Regions from separate parts of the Sus scrofa genome. Here region 2 is linked to region 1. The links are chromatin contacts, called in public Hi-C maps. All regions are on one chromosome and are shown on one strand. The core of a region is the stretch at or near the end of the contact, and the rest is flanking DNA. Distances in the headings are between cores, read along the strand shown. Region 1 holds the start of OLFM2 (noelin-2). Region 2 holds the start of LOC100517145 (complement C3).

Evidence for each region. Hi-C and Micro-C count contacts between places; a contact is called where the count stands out from the background.
Region 2: a Hi-C map of skeletal muscle shows a contact between it and region 1, with 7 times the contacts expected there. The contact joins the promoter of LOC100517145 here to the promoter of OLFM2 in region 1. A contact is called at or near these places in 2 of 5 promoter capture datasets (fetal skeletal muscle and liver), 26 of 47 Hi-C or Micro-C datasets (adipose tissue, alveolar macrophages, brain and 16 more) and 1 of 2 datasets of contacts at active chromatin or transcription factors (skeletal muscle).

Annotation. Positions count from the first base shown.
Region 1 is chr2:68,804,941-68,809,545 of Sscrofa11.1, forward strand. It overlaps OLFM2 (noelin-2), which reads right to left and starts at 2,267. Exons shown (of 6, transcript XM_003123228.4): 1 at 2,044-2,267. The coding sequence starts at 2,115.
Region 2 is chr2:68,887,623-68,892,227 of Sscrofa11.1, forward strand. It overlaps LOC100517145 (complement C3), which reads left to right and starts at 2,596. Exons shown (of 41, transcript XM_005654852.3): 1 at 2,596-3,022; 2 at 3,134-3,341; 3 at 4,101-4,275; 4 at 4,463-4,533. The coding sequence starts at 2,952. LOC102165061 (a long non-coding RNA gene) reads right to left here and starts at 3,335. Exons shown (of 4, transcript XR_298095.3): 1 at 3,248-3,335; 2 at 2,279-2,443.

The DNA.
Region 1 (4,605 bases), core at 1,017-3,516:
CGCCTCATTTAGCTCCGCCCCATGAATCTGCATGTTATCCCCGCCCCCAAGCATCTCCCACCTTACTCTTGGGTCATCCAATAGCACCTCTCACTGCACTCTCCCACCCACCTTGGCAATCTTGACGACAGAACAGGAAAGAGAGCTTCCCACGGGCTAGCAGCGGTGGGGGAGAATCCCCAGGTAGTGGGATCCTTCTTGGACACCAAATTCAATTTCACTCCTGGTTCATTTTTACCCACCATTCTCTGAAGTGTATGCCTCTTTTGGTCTCTGGTCTCTACTTCTTTGGGGCTCACATATCAATTGAGCACCTATTGTGTGTAGCCTGATGCTCGCACTGAGTACACTTCCCATTCCAGACAGTATATGGGTGGGTACTGAGACGGGGAAACAGAGGAGTGAAGGAGGGGACTTCACCAGGTCTCCTTGTGGCCTGGAAATTCTTCTTTGTAGAATTGGCTCTCGATTCCTCCCAATATCTCACTTGGTGTGTGAATCAGAATCTGATTCGCTTCTTCTCTTGACCAGGAAAGAGAAGGTGTCAGGACCTTCTGAGGTTTTCCTCTGAGCATCTACCTCGAAACCCTCCTAGTGTCCACACAGGCACTGTCTACACCCATGGAATGGATTATTTAACCCAAGGAGCTGGACTGCCTTGGTTCAAACCTAGCTCTGCCACTCTCAAGCTGGCTGTACTTAAACAAGTTACCTAACTTTTCTGTGCCTCGGCCTCCCCATCTGTAAAATGAAGGTAACAAGCATCCACCAGTAGGAGCTCTAAGGCTTAAATGCCTTAGTTCATTCTGTGTGCTGAAATTGGGCCCAGCACATAATAAGCACTTAAGAAGTGTTAGCTGTAATTATAATTATTATTTTATTATTTTGGATTCCAGTTTCCCTCTGAGCTCCTAAAGATCTGAGAACTTGGGCGGGTGTCCCCCCCAAGATGGAAGAGGAAAGAGGTTTCACAATAGCTGAAAAAGCTGGGACCCCCCTACCTTTTGCCAGCCCCCCAAGCCTAATCAAGAGATGAGGGACCATAGAGGGACATACTTTCCTGAAAGCATGAATGGAGTGTGGGAGGCAACAACACACACTTTTGCACACACAGCCCTTGCCCGAACACCCCCTTTTAGAGTGACTTAATTCGGGCACAGAATGACACACGGTTACCCAAAGCTCCCACACAGCCACACACCTGGTCACACACGTTTTGTACAACACCCGGGCAGACGGACAGAGCCATGAGGACACAGACACACACGGTCCTTTACACACAGCTACAGATGCCCAAATCCCACTGGGATTAGCACAGTCCTCACTTGCTGTCACATTGCCAGTCACACACAGACACACAACTCCAGTCGCAGGCTCACAAGCCTCACACTGTCACATCAGCCCCCTGGTCTCAGCCTCCCACTGTCACACACAGACTGCCTCACGCACAAACACCCTCTCCCCATCACGCCCCAACTCACGCACAGTGGGATATACAACTGCACAGCCACACACAAAACTCTCAGTCACACCCAGCCGTGTGACAAAGGCACACACACGTTTTACCCAGCACCCCTCCAGTACCTCACACACGTCCCCGTCAGTCACTCACACGTGAGTCCCGCCCCCTTTCCCACACCGGGGGTGCGGGAGAGGAGTGGGGGGCTGTAAAAACCGGGTACCTCCTGCCATGATGGGGGCGTGAAGGATAAGCAACACCCAAGGCCCCCTGAAGTCCCCCCACTACCACCCCACTCAGCTTGTGCGAGACGGCGGATGTGAGCTCCGGGTCACCGAGAGGCTGAGAACCCCGAAGCTGGGTTCAGGTTGTCCCCCAAACCATCCCAGCTTGAGGCTGGATGTGAAGCTCCCCTTCTTATTCCCAGAGCCAGGGTGGACGTCCCAGCCCCTCCCTCGCTGCGACCCCTCTCCCTCGAAGCCCAGGGGGGCTCAGGGGGTCCCCAATCCCTTTTCAGCCGGAACCCCAAAGCCCACTCCCCGCTTGGAGCCCTCTGCGCCCGCACCTGCCCGCCGGGCCCCTACCTGTCCGGCGAGGCCTGAGCACAGCAGCAGCAGCAGCAGCGGCGGCGGCGGCGGGACCGTGAGCGGCCACATGACGTGCCCCCGGCCCGGCGTCCGGTCCCCCGCCCGCCCTAGCGGCGCCTCGGCACGAGGACCGCGACCATGCGCGATCCCGCCCGCCCGGCTGGGGCGACCCTCCGCCGCCACCTCCCCCGCCTCGCCGGCGGCTGGGATTCCGCCCCACCCCCGCCCCCCTCGCAAGCTCCCAGTCTTTGTTGCGGGCTCCGCCCCCCCCGCCCCGCCCCCAGCTCGTCTTCGGGCGCCGACCGGGCTGGGTCTGGGGGCGGGGAAGGGGCGGGGGAAGCTGACACAGGGGAGGGGAGCTGGGGACGCAACCCACAGCCCAGAGGCCATTACTGGGGCAGGTCTTGGGGATGGGGGAGGGTCATGGGGATGGGGGAGGATAGGGGGCTCCGTCACGTGGTTGTCAATTTCACCCTCCCTAGACATTTCCTACGTTATAAATGAGGGGTGAGGGGCGAGGGGCGAGGGGCGAGGGGCGGGGGGGGGTCCAGGGGCGAAGGAAGGAAGAGGAAGGCCTGGTAGCAGAAGAGAAACTGAGAGGCCTCTTCTTTAAAGAACTCATCTGTCTACGGAGAAACTGAGGCAAGTCTGTGGAATTGAACGTTGGTAGAAGTGGGTCACTGCTGGGACCACGGTGCAGGGGGAGAGATGGAGACAGAAAGTGAGAAACAGATACAGGTGGCGGGAGACTGCTACGCGGGCCCAAGGGGATGGCCAGCTGGTGGGCATCTTGTTTTCACACATCTCCCTTCCCCAGAGACCCTCTCGCTCAAAGCCTCCCCTCCCCCACCACACCTAGGACAGGCTCTCGCTCTCATTTCAATGACCCAAGTCAGGAGACCAGATTCCCCAGAGAATCAAAACATTAACGCTGCCTGCCCACGAAGCTATTTGCATATGAAAGGCGTCCTTGTCCAGTCTCCAGCCTTCCTCCGCCTCTCCCCTTTCATCAGTCTCCCCAATCAACTTCCTTCCCCAAAGTCCCTCTGTGGCTTTTTGGTTGAGGGAGCAAGCAAGCCAGATTATAGAGGGAAATATCTGTAAAATATCAGGAGTGGGGAGGCCTGGCTTTTTTCTGACCCTACTGGGTGGCAGGCAGATGAAAAGTTATGGATGGTTTCATCAAAACAAGGAGGAAAAGGGTGTTCCCGTTGCAGCTCAGCAGTAACGAACACGACTGGTGTCCATGAGGATGTAGGTTCAATTCCTGGCCTCGCTAAGTGGGTCAGGGATCCAGCAATGCAGTGAGCTGTGGTGTAGGTTGCAGATGTGGCTCAGATCCCACATTGCTGTGGCTGTGGCGTAGGCCAGCAGCTGCAGCTCAGATTCAGCCCCTAGCCTGGGAACTTCCATATGCTACATGTGTGGCCCTAAAAAGCAAAAACAAACAAACAAGGAGGAAGAGCTTGTCCAAAAGGACCTCAGTTCCACTCTGGTTCTGTCACTTCTTGGCCAGGCGACCCAAGGCAAAGAGCTTTCCTTTAAGGAGATCTAGTTCCTCTTGAGTTGTTGGGGACTTCTGTGACTCGGGAGTAAATAGGGCACCTCATCAGCTCTCAGTCCCCAGAGGGCATTACTACAATAAAGCATGGGGCCAGTGAAGGACATTGGCCATGGAATGTGGGACACAGAACAGAATCTGAGCCAGGAAGGCATCTCATCCATCCCTCTATCTCCTCTTTCTAAAAGGGAACATGGTCCTTTGCCAAGCCTGCAGTAGGCATGGAGTAGGAGAGGGATATTGGCTGTTGGAACCCACATACTCTTGACCAAGAGAGGGCTGTGGTCAGCACAGGGGTGGGGCAGGGCCCTGTTTGTCCCTTTCCTACAGAGCAGTGTGTGTCAGGACCATGAACAATATCATCTTTGCCCCTGGTCACTGAGGAGGTCATTGGCATGGTCAAGCTGTGGCCTGGATTGTGTGGTTAGCATTGGTCAATATGCCCTTAGGTCTTCTCCTCTGTATCAGGAGAGAGGGCCCTGAAAACTACATTTCCCAGCTTCCCTTGATCCCTACAAACTACATTTCCCAGGCTGAACTCAGCCAGTGGGAGACTGGAGAGAGATTGGAGGGTGGAAGAAAAGAGAAGCCAGAGTATTTCTCCCTCTCCATCCAGTTTGGGTGTTCCTGGCAGTGACTGTTCTGTCTACTCTGTGGTCTCAGCCCCATTGGGAGTCCCTAAAATAGTTCAATCACCTCCTGCCATGTAGCCCTTATTCCAGTAACTATCTCCTTTCTTTGCTGCTTCAGCCCTTGGAAAGTGGTGGCTTGCTAGTCTAGAGTAGATTCATCTTCTATTTACTTTTTTTTTTGGCCACGCCCACAGCATGTGGAAATTTCCAGGCCCCAGCCATGGCGGTGACCTGAGCTGCTGCAGTGACAACAGCAGATCCTTAACCCACTGTGCCACCAGGGAACGCCATCCTTCTATTTATTCTTAAAGCTTAACTAACACCTCTGTGACTAAATCTGGATATTAAAATCTGGCTGTTGAACCA
Region 2 (4,605 bases), core at 1,346-3,845, 83 kb after region 1:
GGAGGGGAAGGCGGGCGGAATCCGAGCAGCAGCAGCAGCTGCTCTGGGCTTGTGGCCAACGTGCCCTCCCTCCGCCGCGGGCATTCCTGCGGGAGGAGGCCGAGCGCGGCTCTGTGTCTGGCGGGAGGTTCGCTGGCGCCCTCTAGTGGCCAAGTTCGGGAGATTTGGCCTTTACCTTTAACAGCTGCGGCAGACCTGGGTGGAGCCCACAGCTACTCTCCCGACCTCTTAGCGCCTTGAGCTCTCTCTCTGTTGTTTTTAATTGAAGTATAGTTGATTTATAATGTTGTGTTAGTTTCTTTTTTGGCTACCCTTCTGCATATGGAGTTCTGGGGCCAGGGATCAGATCCCAGCCATAGTTGTGACCCATGCAGCAGCAATGCCAGTTCCTTAAACCACTGTGTGGCCAGCGGATCAAAACTTCCCTGAACCTACCGGCCTGGGTGTGCTGCAAAGAGGCTTGAATGCACCCACCTGGCACCCACCTCCCCACTGGGGAGACAGAGACACTGGCACCAGGGGAGGGAGCCCAGACTGGAGAGAAAGATGGGAAGGACTGAGAATAAAGCCCTGCAGCTCCTCACCTTTGCATAGTCCCCTTTCCTGAGATGGAGATGAAGATGTGAAGGGGAGAACTCAGCCCCAGCCACAGGAAAGCTGAACAGAACCAGTGGAAATTCCCTGAAAGCCTGAGACAGCGGTGGAATACCAATGTTCTAGAAGCTTCTAAATGAGGTCTCACCTGCTTCCCTGATCCTGGCCTTAGTTCAATTCTTTGATTCTTTGCTTCATAAGAGATTGTTTACCACAGACTTAAGAGCATTACTCATCCTCAGGGTTCACCTGCCTGACACTGGGTAAGATGCTCACCCACTCAGGGCCTCAGTTTCTCATCGGTAAAATGGGTGGTAATTTTAGTTTTAGTCTGTGAGTGTTCACGGAGCCATAGAACAGTGCCTGTCACATAGTAGGTACATAATAAATGCCTGGGGAATAAATGACTTTCCCCCCTTTTGTCTGACACATTTGGTTTCCCAGCTCTCTACAAGGATAGAATCTAGAGGGAGTTTCCACTGTGGCTCAGTGGGTTAAGAAACCAACAAGTATCCATGAGGATGTGGGTTCAATCCCTGGCCTCGCTCAGCGGGTTGAGGATCCAGCGTTGCTGTGGCTATGGCAGTGGCCGGCAGCTGCAACTCTGATTCGACCCCTAGCCCGGGAATTTCCATATGCTGCAGTTGCAGGCCCCTAAAAAGCAATTCACTCATTCATTCATTCACCTTGTCTAACCTTCTCCTCCCCCCCCCCTTAAAAAAAAAGAATCTGGAAAGTGGGTACACATTGCACCTGAATCACAGGAGGCTGTGAGGTTTAAGAAGAAATTGCGTCATAGACATTAGTAAGTTCTCAGAGAACGTCCACTTGACTCAAGCAGGGACCTTGCCTATTATGGTCATTGCTGTGTCTCCAGCCTGCTAAGTAGGGCCAAGTTTGTATTAAATACTCAGTGAAACTTGGTTACATAAATGTATATTATCATCATTGTGTGGAGGAGATCTTGGGACCCTTCCAAGCTGACGGTGATTGAAAAAGAAAGAACCAGGCAACCTTGTCTGCAACCCTACCTGCTTCTAAGAGGCAGACACCACAAACTGGGTTCAACATCTTTAACATGTCATAGAATTCCCAGAAATCACCTCAGAGGACACTCGAGGAAGATGGAGAACAGCTTTACTACGCCGGTGTGTTCACAGGAAATTGCTTCCCAATCATGGACCCCGAACAGAAAGGGGAAGACACATTTATAGTGCTTGCTTATGTGTCTAACATGCTACATTAATCTTTATTACATGCAGGATACAGAAAGATGTATAGCTGTACAGAATGTCTTATATTGTTACTTTAATGATTGACTTCAAGTACAACCTAGCTATTTTTGAATTTCTTTAGAACAATCGGGGCCCGGAGTTTCTCAAGTCCTAATGACTTTGTTTTTCTCAGAGCCCTCGTATGAGTCACCTTAAGTTCACCAAGATGGATGGTGGCAGCAAAATGGCTTTGCTCTTGTCAAGCTCCCTATTCCCTTTTCCAAGCCCCTACAAACAGGCATATTAAACAGCCAGTGAGAATTCCTTCAAGATAGAGAAAGCCTTCTTCCAGAAATGCTTCAAGCATGATGTGTTTTCCTCCCTGGTTTAAGATGTATCATTTGCCTTCTGGAGAAGGAGCCCAGAGAGATTGGCATGATTTAGGAATAATGGACAATGTCGCAATTTACCAAGTGTAGTCGTCTCCTGAAAGGAAGGAGAAGAACCATGCGGCTCATGCTGGGTGCAGAAAGATCTGAAGCCCTGGGAGAGGACTTGACCTGTGCATTTTCCAGAAGCTTCCATTTCAGTGGGTTCCGGGGCCAAGGAGCTAAACACCATGTGGCAGATTGTGCCTGTGATTGGGAAATGAAAACATAATGCCTGAGCTGCCGTGTGAGCAGCTACCCTAGCAACTCTTGCCAGTTTCACAAGGACAGAGGTGGGGACTAGCCTGTCTCCTCCTGCCCCTGCCAGCCAATCCCAACCCAAGCCTGGAGTTCATGCCCAGGGCCACGTGAGCCAGGCTCCCTGCTGGGGGAGGGCGTGGGGGCAGGGCTTCAAGATAAGCCCCCTAGGCTGATGGGAAAGGCAGCCTTCCTAATACGCTGACCTCCCCAAGGCAGGGGGTGGGGCGGAAACCCTTCTCTATGCAAATATCCCCAACCCCCCATGCCTTGGAGGCCCAGCTGAGGAGGGAGAAGGGGCCCCCTCCTGCCACCTGGATTTATGGGAATGTCCTCCCCACCATCGTTTAGATATTAACTCAGGGGACAGGCCAAGGCAAGGCAAACAGAGCAGAGCTGGGGTGGACCAGAGGACAAGCATCTGTGGCTCGTGGCCCCACATCATCCTCCCACCGCCATGGATGTGCCCTGGCCCCTGGGGTTGATTCTGCTCCTCCTGGGGGCCCAAGTCGTCCATGCTGAGCCACTGTGAGTCTGGAGAACCAGGGGACATCTGCCATCTGCCTGATGCCCTTGCATGCCACCCCATCCATCACTTCCCCCACTTGAGTCCCCCTGTGCCTCTTTGTCTGCTGGCAGGTACATGCTGGTGACCCCCCGGGTCCTGCGGGTCAGCAGTCCAGAGAACATCCATGTGCAGGCTCACTCAGACTCCGGAGAGCCCCTCACCAGGCCCCTCGAGGTCAATCTCACCGTGTGGGACTTCCCCATGAAGAAGACCATCGTGGCCAGGAGCCAGCTCATTCTCTCACCAGAGAACAACTTTATGGACCAGACACCGGTGACGGTGGGTGACAGGCCAGGATGGGCAGCCGGAAGGGGAGGTGCTGGGTCAGCACCAAGAGTGGAGAGGGGCGGACTCTAGAGAGACTTCCCATGAGGCTCACTGGAGAAGAGGTGCAGTGCCTGGATATACTTAGTAGTCCCATGTTTCGCTTTTTTTTTTTTTTTTTTTTTTTCCCTCCCACTACTCGCACATGTGTAAATTCCAGGGCTAGGGATCGCACCATAGCAGTGACAACGCCAGATCCTTAATCCACTGAGACACCAGGGAACTCTGTCCTGTCCATTTAGAAATCCCAAGTCCCATGGAGCTCTCTTGTGGCACAGCAGTTTAAGGATCCAGTGTCGTCACTGCTATGGCTCTGGTTCCATCCCTGGCCCGGGAACTTATGTATGACGAGGTCACAGCCAAAGACAGATAGATGGGTAGATAGATAGATAGACAGACAGATAGATGATAGATAAAATAAAAATAAAGTGCCTTAAGTCGTCTGGATTAGCCCATATAACGCCTCTGTGCAAATTAGTTCAAAGGCGCCCTCTGCTGGTGTCTTGGGAAGCTGAGCCTAAAAGGAATCGCATCCCTCCTGGGCTGGGTGGGTGTGCTTGTTCAGGAGCAACCTGGACCACACACGTGGGGACCTTGTTCCCAAAGGCAGAGCCACAGAGCTCCCATTCCACTGATACTCCAAGATCCCGCCCAGAGCTTTGTCCGCAAGGATGGAGACCCCAGCAGGCCCTGAGTGTGGGTATCTTTCTCCAGATTCCCAAGAAACTGGTATACCCCCCGCAACCAGGGACACAGTATGTCATCATCCAGGCAAGATGGGCACCCACCTCCGTCTCTTCATCCATGGAGAAGCTGGTGCTGGTGGCTCCTCATGCTGGCTACATCTTCATCCAGACAGACAAGACCATCTACACACCTGAGCACTTGGGTAAAACCCCCGGTTATCTGGCCTGGAGCAGTCACTGACTCTCAAGATGCCCACATGTTCCATGTCCCAAGGTGTCCTTCTGTCCAAGGTCCCCCCAGTGCCCAAGGTCCTGATGGCCCCACACACATACACACACTCACCTTTCCAAACTCTCCCACGCTCAGAGTCCTTCCTCCTCCTCCTCCAGTTCAATACCGGGTGTACACTGTGGACCACAAGATGGATCCTGTGACCAGGACATTCACTCTGGACATCAAGGTGGCCTCTCCTGAGGGGAGAGTAGATCCTAGACATTGGGGTTGGATCATGTGCCGGAGGCCTAGGGCATGA